3 separate regions of the Mus musculus genome follow, and all the other regions are linked to region 1. A link is a contact called in public Hi-C data. All regions are on one chromosome and are shown on one strand. Each heading gives the region's core, a stretch centred on a gene start, on an enhancer-like site or on the middle of the called end of the contact. The rest is flanking DNA. Distances are from core to core; before and after follow the strand shown.

Region 1 (4,258 bases), core at 671-3,170:
AACAGCCAGGTGATATGGGATCACTGGAAAGATACTATGCTATATACTACAATCTTTGCCTCTGTGTCTTAGTTACAGTTTTAAGGCTCTGAAGAGACACCATGACCACAGCAACTCTTATTTATTTTTATTTTTACTTTTTATTTTTTTGGTTTTTCGAGACAGGGTTTCTCTGTATAGTCCTGGCTGTCCTGGAACTCACTTTGTAGACCAGGCTGGCCTCGAACTCAGAAATCTGCCTGCCTCTGCCTCCTGAGTGCTGGGATTAAAGGTGTGAGCCATCACGCCCGGCTCACAGCAACTCTTATAAAGGAAAACATTTAATTGGGGCTGGCTTACAATTTCAGAGGCTTAGTCCATTATTATATGGAGGTATACAGGCAGATACAGTGCTGGAGAAGCAGCTGAGAGTTCTACAACTTGATCTGCAGGCAGCACAAGTGACTCTGAGCCACACTGGGCATACTTTGAGCATATGAGACCTCAAAGTTGGCCCCCATAGTGACACACTTCCTCCAACAAGGTCACACTTACTCCAATAAGGCCATACCTCCTAATAGTGCCATGCCTTATGGGCTAAGCATATAATGCATGAGTCTATGGGTCTGTCTTAATTAGGGTTTTACTGCTGTGATCAACAGACACCATGACCAAGGGAACTCTTATATGTTCAACATTTTATTGGTGTTGGCTTGCAGGTTCAGAGGTTCAGTCCATTATCACTAAGGTGGGAACATGACAGCATCCAGGCAGGCATGGTACAGGAGGAGCTGAGAGTTCTACATCTTCTTCTGAAGGCTGCTAACAGAATACTCACTTTCAAACAGCTAGGATGAGGGTCTTAAAATCCACACCCACAGTGATACACCTACTCCGAAAGGGCTACACCCTCTCATAGTGCCACTCCCAGGGGCCAAGCATATACAAACCATAACAGGGTTCATTACTATTCATACTTTGTAATACTGAAGGACTGTGCCTATTTATGTATCTGTCTGTCTATCATATAACTATCCTTTCTCACCATTTATCTACCTACTATCTATCAACAGTCTTTATATTTATTTTACTGTCTATTCAGTTCATCTCTTTAGCCACCAGGGACATATTTTTAGAACCTCAGTATGTGCTTGAAACCTCCATTTACATAGAGCCCTCTGGATGATGATGATGATGATGATGATGATGGTGATGGTGGTGGTGGTGATGGTGATGATGAGGAGACTTGTAACATCTTTATGCAGACCCAGGACTAACTTGTCCTTCCGTGTCTTAAGTCCCGCTGCCTCCATTCCATTACTACTCTTGCGTTTTGGAACCATTACTGAGTAAAAGAAGAATTTCTTAAAACAGCAGCACTGTGGTACCATAGCAGTCAATCTGACAACCAAGAGAGCTGCTAAGTGAGTAATTAAGGGGCTACTAAGTAGCTAATGACCCTACAAACTGGTGCGGGCATGCTGGGCACAGGATGACTCATGCCCAGGTGGGGACAGGGGAAGATACTATGTTGCTCAGAGTAATGCTCACCCTACAGCTCATGACTTGTTTATTTCTGGAATTTTGCGGGCAGTCGTTCTACCCTGTGGTTGACCGGGTAAGTGAAAGTAAAGAGAATAAAACCCCACAGATAAATGGGGACTACTGGATTTCCTGCTTCCTAATCTGGCATTTGCCGGTCTTTCTCCTTGCAGGGGTAGGGGTGTGTGTGTGTGTGTGTGTGTGTGTGTGTGTGTGTGTGTGTGTGTGTGTGTTGCATGAGTCAAGACCTAGGGCCTCACCCATGCTGGGCAACCACCCAACTGCTGAGTCACATCCTCTCTCTTTCTTTACTTTTTCTTTCCCCATTTATGAGACAGGGCTTTACTGTGAAGCCCTGACTGGCCTGCAGCTCACAGAAATCTGCCTGCTTTTGTCTCCTGAGCACTGGAGTTAAAGGCATGTGCCACCATGCCTGGCTACCATCCCTTTCTTTACTGTGTCTCTTGCCCCTCCTGGAAAGATTCTCTTCCTGGATTATGCACATGATCCCTGTCCTTTCTCAGTCCTTTGAAGCTGTCTTCTTAGGAGAACATACCGGAAACCGCATAATCTTTTATTTCTGTTTATGTTTTTGAGACTAAGTTTGACCATTTAGTCCAGGCTGGCCTTGAACTCCATCCTCCTGCCTCAGATTTCCTCCTGTCACAACTCATGGTAGAACCCACATCTTATTCGTCTTTGAATACTAACATTACAGAGCGCTTGGCTCCGTGTGTCTTTTTTCAGCTATTCTTTTTTTTTTTTAAAGATTTATTTATTTATTTATTATATGTAAGTACACTGTAGCTGTCTTCAGACACTCCAGAAGAGGGCGTCAGATCTTGTTACAGATGGTTGTGAGCCACCATGTGGTTGCTGGTATTTGAACTCCAGACCTTCGGAAGAGCAGTCGGGTGCTCTTACCCACTGAGCCATCTCACCAGCCCCCCTTTTTCAGCTATTCTTTTGTCTACTTTAAATGAGTTCATCTGTCTCACTAATGTTGCTGACATTTTCCCAAGAATAAAATGGACCTTGAGATGTTCCTGATTATCTAATGCACAAGAGTGGGGAGGGGGAGGAAACTCTGCCCTTTACTGTTGTGTGTTTCAAATTCTGCATTTATGGATATTTTCAGGGCAGTTAATGAGGAAAAGGCTAATCAAGGAGTTTTACTTCTTGATAATAAAAACACTATGTATGTATGTCTAGAGTATATGCACGTATGTGTGTGTCAAAGAACAATCTATACTTGGCTCTCCTTCTACAGTGTAGATGTGGGGTATTGACCTCAGGTCAGCAGGCTTTGGATCAAGTGCCTTTACAGAGCTGTCTCACTTCACACTTCTTCCTAACTTTCTAGTAATATACAATGCAGAAGCTGGAGGCTAGAGATGTAGCTCAGTTGGTATAATGCTTGTCTGACATGCCTGAAGCCCTGGGTCCAATCACTAGCACCCGCAAAACAAAGTATGGTGGTGCATATTTGTAACCACAGCCCTGGAAGCAGAGGTAGGAGATGAAAGAGTTCAAAGTACCCTCAGCTACATAGCTAGTTCATGGCCAGCCTGGGTAACATAAGACCCCTGACCCAAAAGAATATTTTTATTCTTTTGTTAGATATCCCTAGGAAAAGTCTCCATCTTGCTTGTCCATTAGAAGCAGGCTTAGTTTATTGACTAGGAGAGGCCATACTTTTCTTCTGGGACATTTTCTCATTTCTGTGATTTTATTCTTTTATGGTTTATCTATTTATATTTTATGTATATGAATGTTTTGCCAGTATGTCATATGCCATGTATGTACCTGATGTCCACAGTTGCCAGAAGAAAGTATTGGATCCCTGGAACTAGGGTTAGAGATAGTTAGGAGTCTGACATGTGGGTGCTGGGAACCAAACCCAGGTTCTTCGCTAGAGCAGCCAGTGCTCTTAATTGCTCTCTCTCTCCAGCCCCTATGATTTTATTCTTTCAAAAATGTTTTTTTTTCTTTTTTAAAAAGGGGCCAGTCTTGAAAACCCAAAAAAAAAAAAAAAAAAAAAAGACCAGAGAGATGTTTCAGTAGATAAAGGTGAAAGGAACCAAGTTCATGCATACATGTGTACACACACACTACCCAAGTATAGATTTTTGGTTTTGTTTTTTTTTCTAAGGTTTTTCTATTGAGCTCGAGATGTGACTCAGTGGTAAAACATTTGTCTTGCATGTGCAATGTCCTGGATCTGATCTCCAGACATAGGTAGGTAGGTAGGTAGATAGATAGGGCAAGCACCTACATGTTAAACTAGTTACTCAACATTACATTAACTCTAAGCCTCTTAAACACCTGGGATGGTAACTAATTTTGATCCCATTTTCCAGATGTGGAAGGTGTGGTTCAGAAAATATTACAGTTTGGACATGGAGCGTTCCCCTGAGGGGCTCATATGTTGAGCACCTGATCTGCAGAAGGTAGACTCAATCGCTTGGAGGCAAGTAGATTATGGAGATAGGGTCTAATTAACGTATAAACCCATCATGGATTTAGGGTTACAATGGCACTGCTGGGAAGTGGTAGAAAGAGGTGGGGTGTGGTGGGAGGAAGTGAGTCACAGGATGTAGCTGTAAGAGGTGTGTCTTACCCTGGTCCCTTCCTATTACACTCCTCCAAGGTGCCCTCCACCATGATGTTCTGCCCTGCAACATGCCTAAAAGCAATGGAGCCAGCCAGCCCCTCTCCAACTGGGTTCTAAAAACAA
Region 2 (4,258 bases), core at 624-3,123, 200 kb before region 1:
GGAGTTGGGGTTATACCTTACAGTTTCTAAATGTGGTGGTTTGGATGAGAAATTTCCCCTCAAGACACATGTCCCTCAACAAAGCATCCCTAATGTGTGGTACTGTTTAGGAAGGCTCTGGAATCTATAAGATGTGGAGCCTTGCTGGATAAGTTCACCCTTGAGGCAGGGATGGAGAGTTTATAGCCTCACCCTCCTGGCTGCCTGCTCTCTCAGCCTCCTGCATGTGATGATTTCCCAGCGGCTGCTGCTGTTGCTGTTGCTGTTGTTGCTGCTGCTGTTGCTGTTTTTCCACCACAGAGACTGGCCTTCCCCTCTGGAGTTGTGAGCTGAAATAAACGAAACTCCTCCTAAAGTTGCTTCAGTCACATTATTTTATCACACAACTACCACCACCCCACCAACAAAACACAAGCAAAACCCAAATTCATTAATAATGTCTACACACACAACAGGTGATTAGATAAACAAATGCATAAATGAATGACTCAACCTTAGACAGATAAGCATTTCTTTTAAGTATTTTTTAAAATTATGTGCATGTGTGTTTGGAATGGGGGGGGGGAGATATTAAAACCCTGTACATGTGCCCCTGAGGAAACCTGAGAGATCAGAGCCCTCTGGAGCTGCAGTTATACTGATCTGAGCCATGTGATGTTGGTGCTGGGGACCGAACCCAGGTCCTCTGCAAGAGCTGCACTTCCTCTTCCTGCTGAGTCAGCTCTCCAGTCCCTTGAGCAAGGGTCTCTTTTTATTAGACTAAAACTTGAAAGCAGTTCAGTATGTGATAAGCATAAAGCTGAAAGGAATGCTGTCTATAAATACACTTCTCATTCTTCATCTAGACTTACTTCTGTCTACAGACTCTATCTAATTACACAAATTTATCTTCATGCTATTTGGACTAGGGGAAATTTTGCAAGTTATACTGAAAAGAGACTTCAGTTGTATGGTTTGAGTAGCTAGTTAAATAGAAAGGAACAGACAACGGCTTGAGACCTGTGACCTTCAAAGTTTAGTGGATTTTTCATTTTTACCCTCTCAATAAGGGAGCTCATATAATTTAGTTAAATAGCTTTGGGAACCTCTTTGACTATCTTAGGAAGTTAAGAAAATCCTCTGACACCTTTGAATTTTATACTAGTGTACTTTATTTAATCCAATAAGGCATAATTAATTTATTTAGACATTAGAAGAATCAGCGTAAGGACTTAACTGCTCTGCCCAGAGGCTAGCCTATAAGTTTAGTTTCCCAGCCTTTCGATGAGTGAAGAAAACAGCTGTGTTTACCCCATTTGTGACTGACAAGATCCATTTGTTGGTACTGTGCTAGCAAAGTTACTTTTACAATTGCAAACTGGCAGTAACATGACTTCAAATTATCTCCTGTGCCTGAACAGATCTTTGGAGGGAACCCTGACTGTTTTGAAGGACTACTGAAGGCTCTAAAATATTCATTGGATGAGAAGTCTGCCAAGAGCTTCAAGAGTCCAACTGCTTCCTCAAATTACCAACAGACAGAACACGTGAAGAATGTTCACAAAATGACAGAGTTGCTTACATACCTTGGCTGATGTCTGAACTGCTGGAATTAAATTGAGGCCAAAGGTTAGGAGTACACGTCTTTCTAATGTCTCTCTAGAACAAACTAAGATATTATTGTGGTCCCTACCACTGTGAGCTAGCCAGATTTTTGAACAGAGGATTCTAAAGACACCTTTAAAAAAAATAACCTAATTTTAAAAAGCCCTGGGCTTCTGAGTCACAGGACCATTCAGCACACAAAGTTTAAGGGCCTGTTGTGGTTGCTAATGGAACTGTTGCCATGTGAAGTCTCTTTAATTAAGTCAGGAACAGGAAGGCCTCCTGCACAGTGTCTTACTGTCCATGATGCAACTCATAACTCCTGCCCATCTTCCTGTCCCCTTTGTGTTCCCTGGCCTCCCTATGTGCCCTTTAGATTTATATTTAAGTGTGTGTGTTTGTGTGTGTGTGTGTGTGTGTGTGTGTGTGAGTATGTCTGTTTGTGTGTGTATATGTGTGGGTGTATGTATGTGTGTGCCCCTGCCCACTCATGCACATGTATATATGGGTGCCTATAGAGGCCAGAAGAGGGTATCTGACCCCCTAGAGATGGAGTTACAGGAAGTTCTGAGCAATCAGACACAGATACTGACATGTGTGCCATACTGACAACAACTTGCCAGATGTGAACACACTGATGACAACCTGCCATATGTGAATACACCAATGACTACCTGCCATGTGTGAAAACACTGATGACAACCTGTCATGAGTGAACACACTGAAGATGAACTGACATGTGTGAACACACTGATGACAACCAGCCATGTGTGCCACACTGATGACATCCTGCCATATTTGAACACACTGAAGACAACCTGCCATGTGTAAGCATACTGATGACCCCCTGCTATGTGTGAACAAACTGAAGACAGCCTGCATGTGTGATCACACTGATAACAAAATGCCATAAATGAACAAACCTATGACTACTTGCCCTGTGTCCCACCCTGATGGTAACCTGCCATGTGTGAACACAGTGATGACACCCTGCCATGTGTGAACACACTGAAGACAACTTGCCATTTGTGAACATACTGATGAAAATCTGCCATGTGTGAATACACTGATGACACCCTGGCATGTGTGAACACACTGATGAGAAACTGCCCTGTGTGCACACACTAATGACAACTGCCATGTTGCTCACAGATGACAACCTTCATGTGTGATCACACTGATAACAACCTGCCCTAGGTGAACACATGGATGACTACTTGCCATGTGTGCCACACTGTTGACACCCAGCCATGTGTGAACACAATGATGTCAATCTGCCATGTGTGATCATGCAAATGACTACCTGCCATGTGTGAACACACTAATGACAACTGCCAGGTGTGAACACACTAATGACAACCAACCATGTGCAAACAACACTGATGACAACCTGCCATGTGTGAATATACTGATGACAACCTGCCATGTGGAGTACACCAATGACAATCTGCCATATGTGAGCACACTAATGACAACATGCCATGTGTGAACACAATGATGACACCCTACCATGTGTGAACTCACTGATGCAACTTGCCACATGTGAACACACTACACACTAATGCCAACTGTCATATATGAACACACTGATGACTACCTGTCATGTGTGAACACACTGATGACATTCTGCCATATGTGAACACACTGATCTAAACCTGTCATGTGTGAACACACTAATGACAACTGTCATGTGTGAAAACACTGATCATACCTTCCAATGTGTGAACACACTGATGATAACCTGCATGTGTGATCACACTGATGACAACTGTCATGTCTGAACACACTAATGACACCCTGCCACGTGTGCCACACTACCTGCCATGTGTGCCACACTGATGACAATCTGCCATGTGTGAACATTCTGATGAAAATCTTGCCATGTGTGAACACACTGATGACAATCTGCCATGTGTGAACATTCTGATGACAGTCTTGCCATGTGTGAAGACACTGATAACAAACTGCTATTTGTGGGACACTGACGACAGTCCCCTGGAAGATCAGCAAGCACTCCTAAAACTGATCTGTCTCTTTTGCCACCTATATGCCCTTTAAATATTTCAAGTCTTAGACTGGTAATTTTATAATTTTTTTTCACACACGGTTACTAGGTTGCCCTCCAACTCAAATCTCCCTGTTCACTCTCCTGAGTACAAGGGTGCCCCCTACACACCCCACCCCACACCCCTTCAGTAGCTCAGTGATTCTCCAACCTGACAGACTCCCCCCCCCATGTGAGAAGTTTTTTTGGATCTATAACTGGAGCCACACTTTGAGATTCTAACTTAATTGTTCTGGGGAGGTGTCCAAGGATGAAAACATGTTTTTAAAAGAAATCCTCCATATGGGTATATCCTACCAAATTTTAAATAACTGCTTCAGATCTCAGCCTCTATGGCAAACCTGGCAGTTTGGACATCAGCTCCTGAGGCAGAAAGACACGTCCAGCATTTGACCTGACTGCTGTGCTGAACTTCTATCATGCCTTTGCAGTTGTCCAGTGTGATATCCTGAGAATAACAATCACTAAGATAGCTGTACTCGAGCACTGCTACAAAATACCTCTGTAGGCAATTCTCCCATCCCCGTCACAACGGGATTCACTGGGCACTAAAGATGCCGCCTTGCGGTTGAGGAAACTGGTACTTGAAACCTGTGTTACTCCAGGCCC
Region 3 (4,258 bases), core at 1,218-3,717, 140 kb before region 1:
GACACACACACAAGTATACACACATGCACACAAGTACACACACACATGCACACATATGCATGCACACACACATACACAGACACATATGGACATACACACATGGATATACGCGTACAGGACGTGACTATGGTAACTAGTTTGGTTTAACCATTCCACATTATATCTATCAACACATCACATTGTACCCCGCACATATATGCAATCATAATTCACCAATAAAAAAGTGAATTTTGGAGACTGGAGAGGTGACTCAGTGTTAAAAAAACTAGTACTATTCTTCTAGAGGAACTGAGTTAAATTCCCAGCATCCACATTGGGTAGCCTGTAACTCCATATCCAGAGGTCAACATCTTTGGCCTCCATAGGTACCCACATACATGCATACATACATAGAAATAAAAACTTTCAAGTACATTTTGTTGTTGCTACTTTCTTTTTCTTTTCTTTTTTTAAAGATTTGTTTATTATTATTATATGTAGGTACACTGTAGCTGTCTTCAGACACACCAGAAGAGGGCGTCAGGCCTCATTACAGATGGTTTGAGTCACCATGTGGTTGCTGGGATTTGAACTCAGGAAGAGCAGACAGAGCTCTTAACCGCCGAGCCATCTCTCCAGCCTGCTACTTTGTTTTTCAAAACAGGGTTTCTTTGTGTAGCCCCAGGTATCCTGAAACTTGCTCTCTAGACAAGGCTGGTCTCAAACTCATAGCAATCTGTCTCAAGTGCTAGGATTTGCCAAGACTGCCAAGGAAAAATTAAAAATGTAAAGTAATGGAAGTGCATTATACTTATTTATTTATTGTGTGTGTACCTTGGGGGGATGGGCACCGCGCACATGCTTTCCTGCTACATGGCCTCTAGGGGTTGAGCCCGGGTCTTCAGGCTTGGTAGTACTTGCCTCTTATCCACCAGCCCATTTGAAGACACTTTTCGTCCTTTGTAGCAGGAAGTCGGAGATAATTTCAGAAAATACCGTCATCACGGAGCATCACTGTGTTATCGCATTATTTAATGAGACAACAACTGGGGGTTGGGCGTGGGGTTAAAAACAGGCAATTAAAATAGTAAGCCCTAGAAGCTTCTAGGGCGGAACAGAGGCTGCTCAGTTTCACCGTAACCCCTTGTTTCCTAAGTGGCTTTTTATTTAACCTAGGGCACGTTTCCCTTTGGCTGCTGTCCGTGTGTTCTACACAGCAGTCAGCAACCTATTAGAACTGTGCTTCAGTTTCAGATTAAGCCTAAAGAGGAAAAGTCAATCCAATCCGCAAACAGAAAAGTAACAGAGGCAGCGCATGCGCGTAACAGACATCGTCAGGTCAGGCGCTCACACATTCACAGAGGTGGTGGTCAGAGTAGCCTCGCTGGGAGTGGGATGAGAGAGAGGCAACTCGTCAAACTGGAGGCTTCCAGCTTCCAGCAGAGATAGACGAGGGTAGAATCTGCAAGCAGGACCTGTGAGTGAGTCTGCCCACTGCAGGCATTTTTATACCAGGAGATAAACAGTAGTGGGGAATGGTTCATCTTTTAGCTGATCTCAGAGCTGCAGTGTTCACTGTTAGCTCTTCTTTCCCACTGACAGAGTCGGGGGCTGGGGTGGCCAGCCCCAGAACAGGGAAATTTGGAGGGTCCTGAGATGAGTCAGTTGTGCCAAGCCTGACAGCCGAGCTCCAGTCCTGGAACCAACCTGGCTCCGGCCAGTCATCCTCTGATTTCTTGCCTCTAGCTCAAGTACACTTCTCTCGCAGACACCCCTCATAGACAAATGAATGTTTTTGGAAGTTCTCGAAGGGAGCCGCACATGAAATATGACAGAAAATGTGCTGTCAACTATTTAACATTCAGCCACCGGAGGGAGAGGCTGTGCACAGTGTGGGGCATGAGTCCTCCCGTGTCCTGCTTTGTCCAGCAGAAACCACCACAATGCCTTCAGAGCCTCTGGCAGCCCAGTCTCTGGAAACAGCTTTGGGAGTGAATGGGGAGGGACTTCTGACAAAGGACCCTCGTTCATTGGCATAATCCTCTGGAAGGCTGTGCAGCAATGCATGTGACCAAGCAATGGGAACCAGCTGGGGGCAGCCTGTTGGCCGCCTTGTAACTGCCACCCTTTGTAGCGCGGCCTCCGTGAACCTCTTTCTCGGTCGGGCCTAGAGACTTGGGATAAAGGATGCTTTCAGATGGAGAGAGAATCCTCATTAGCCACTCAGCTCTGACCCTGCAGGTGAACACTCACATCCTTGAACTCATGATATTTCAACCACCTTTGGCCCCAGCTCTTGTTTAGACAGCCACGGTAGTAGCTACTATGTTAGGAGAGCAACAGGTAAATCGTGGTTCTGTCTTTTTATTCAGCTTGTGTGCTTCCTCTTAACACTCATCAGTTTTTAAGTTTCCTTTGTGCCCCAGAGTCAGTGTCAGGATCTCTGCCTTCAGTGCTAAATAACTGAGGTGGGGGAGGGGTGGGGCTGAAGTGTTCTGGAAGCTTTGTGGCTTAGTGGCGTCCTGGGGTGCTGCAGGGACTTGTTTTGGAGGAGCCCCTGGGAGTGGCCCGGATTTGGAGTGGCACATCACACACTCTGCTAGACAGTTAGGCTCCGTTACATAATTATGTCTGGGAGGGAGAGATCTTCAGCAATTCCTTGAAAACAATTGGCAGGCACACTTAGGAGGTTAACCCAGGGCTAATGGTCCTCATCTGCCTGATAGGACTGCCACCGGGAGCAAGTCAAGAAGTGACTTCTTGTTAGCAGTAACGTAGAGGTGATGGTGTCTTCTTCATCTTTTCCATCAAACTAACTGTCAAGTTGTTTGCTTCCATCTTATATGGGAAGTAAGCAAAAAAAAACAAAACCGATCCATCTGCTCTTGGGCTTGTTTCTGTGTTCCTTGTGCCTTTCCTGTCTCTAAAGCCAACCTCTGCTGGCCAGCTCATTAAAACACACCTTCTCATATTCTGCTGTAAGGGGATGAAGATTTGCCTGACTCGGGAATTGCAAATAAAAGTCAGTGGAGGTATTTAAACGAAACTTCTGTAATTTTAAAAAACTTTTCAGGCAGAGGCAGGATGATCTCTGTAAGTTCCAGGACAGCCAGAGTTACAATAAAGAGACGCTGTCTCAATAAACAAAAAAATACTTATTTTTGTTTTATGTGTATAAAGCGTTGGCCTGCATGTCTGTACGTGTACCGTGTAGGAACCCTCAGAGGCCAAAAGAAGACATTGGACCACGTGATTGGAATTACAAATGGCTGTGGGCTGCCATATGGGGTCCAGTTCCTCTGCAAGAACAATGATGGAGCCGTCGTTCCAACCCCTAGCTTTGGTTGCTTTATAGTGATGTTTGCGTTTCTTCCCACTAACTCAAGCTTATTTCGGAGCAGACATTTGACCCATTCAGAGTTCACTCGTTATTTGGGCCAATTGCTATCTTAATCTTAAGGTTGAGTAAATTACCTTAGATAAAATCCATACTCTGGCCGGGCGTGGTGGCGCACGCCTTTAATCCCAGCACTTGGGAGGCAGAGGCAGGTGAATTTCTGAGTTCGAGGCTAGCCTGGTCTACAGAGTGAGTTCCAGGGCTACACAGAGAAACCCTGTCTCAAAAAACCAAAAAAAAAAAAAAAAAAAAAAAAAAAAAATCCATACTCTGTCCCTTAAACTCTCTCTTCCTTGTTCGGGAGAAAGGGCTGGACTCGCTGAGTTCTGGCTGGGCCCCGGGAAGAGTACAGTGTCTCAGGTCTCCTCTAGCCTCTTCCAGCCTCGGCTTGGCCACTGCTTGTTCCTGTGGGTGAAGCTGGTCTATGAAGCAACTCATGGCTTGATCAGTGCCTTGGTCTGGCACCTTCCATTCCTCTGAACCCACGCCACAGCCACACCCTCACACAGCAGGCCCACCCAAGTCTCCTCTCAGTCTCTTACCCTTGTTTCCCTGGGACCCACAAGGCTTCTGTTGTCAAGGCAGTCAACGCTGGGTCTTCTCCAGTCTGTGAGACTGGGCCCCGTGACTTTGGGAAAAGATCTTCCTTGACCATGCTTTATAACCTCATCTCAACCCTGAAAGAGAAGTTGGGATTGGCTAATTGGTAGCCCCTCCCTCCCTTCCTATCTTCCTTCTGTCTTCAACAACACTAGGCAGAAGGCTCAGGCTTCTTTCTGTCTGAAAGAGTATTTCCCTTCATCGCATTCTCCCTCTTCTGGAAGTGATTATTGTCCTTATCCTAGGAGAGAAAGACTCAGGAAACAGAACTCCGCTTATCAT

What was found. Hi-C and Micro-C count contacts between places; a contact is called where the count stands out from the background.
Region 2: a contact with region 1 is called in a Hi-C map of the N1E-115 cell line, with 5 times the contacts expected there. The contact joins two enhancer-like sites. A contact is called at or near these places in 3 of 39 promoter capture datasets (the HPC-7 cell line, embryonic stem cells and frontonasal cranial neural crest), 1 of 15 datasets of contacts at CTCF or cohesin (pro-B cells), 3 of 484 Hi-C or Micro-C datasets (the N1E-115 cell line, bone marrow-derived macrophages and pre-hematopoietic stem cells), 9 of 115 datasets of contacts at active chromatin or transcription factors (astrocytes, craniofacial prominence, embryonic stem cells and 4 more) and 1 of 9 other capture datasets (embryonic stem cells).
Region 3: a Hi-C map of female germline stem cells shows a contact between it and region 1, with 3 times the contacts expected there. The contact joins two enhancer-like sites. A contact is called at or near these places in 1 of 39 promoter capture datasets (neural stem cells), 1 of 15 datasets of contacts at CTCF or cohesin (embryonic stem cells), 4 of 484 Hi-C or Micro-C datasets (the N1E-115 cell line, embryonic stem cells and female germline stem cells), 7 of 115 datasets of contacts at active chromatin or transcription factors (bone marrow-derived macrophages, embryonic fibroblasts, embryonic stem cells and 2 more) and 1 of 9 other capture datasets (embryonic stem cells).

The regions. Positions count from the first base shown.
Region 1 is chr17:70,726,438-70,730,695 of GRCm38.p6, reverse strand. All of the region lies in intron 6 of Dlgap1 (DLG associated protein 1), which reads right to left. Among named protein-coding and RNA genes, the nearest start is that of Gm36746, 11 kb to the right of the region's middle. Within about 2 kb of position 1,920, at least 181 of the 459 cell types and tissues checked have an H3K27ac peak or open chromatin away from gene starts, as enhancers often do. A contact at or near this core is called in the N1E-115 cell line, female germline stem cells and neural stem cells, where this site is marked.
Region 2 is chr17:70,930,911-70,935,168 of GRCm38.p6, reverse strand. No RefSeq gene overlaps it. Among named protein-coding and RNA genes, the nearest start is that of Gm26510, 8.0 kb to the right of the region's middle. Within about 2 kb of position 1,873, at least 5 of the 459 cell types and tissues checked have an H3K27ac peak or open chromatin away from gene starts, as enhancers often do. A contact at or near this core is called in the N1E-115 cell line, where this site is marked.
Region 3 is chr17:70,870,505-70,874,762 of GRCm38.p6, reverse strand. No RefSeq gene overlaps it. Among named protein-coding and RNA genes, the nearest start is that of Mir1195, 12 kb to the right of the region's middle. Within about 2 kb of position 2,467, at least 106 of the 459 cell types and tissues checked have an H3K27ac peak or open chromatin away from gene starts, as enhancers often do. A contact at or near this core is called in the N1E-115 cell line, female germline stem cells and neural stem cells, where this site is marked.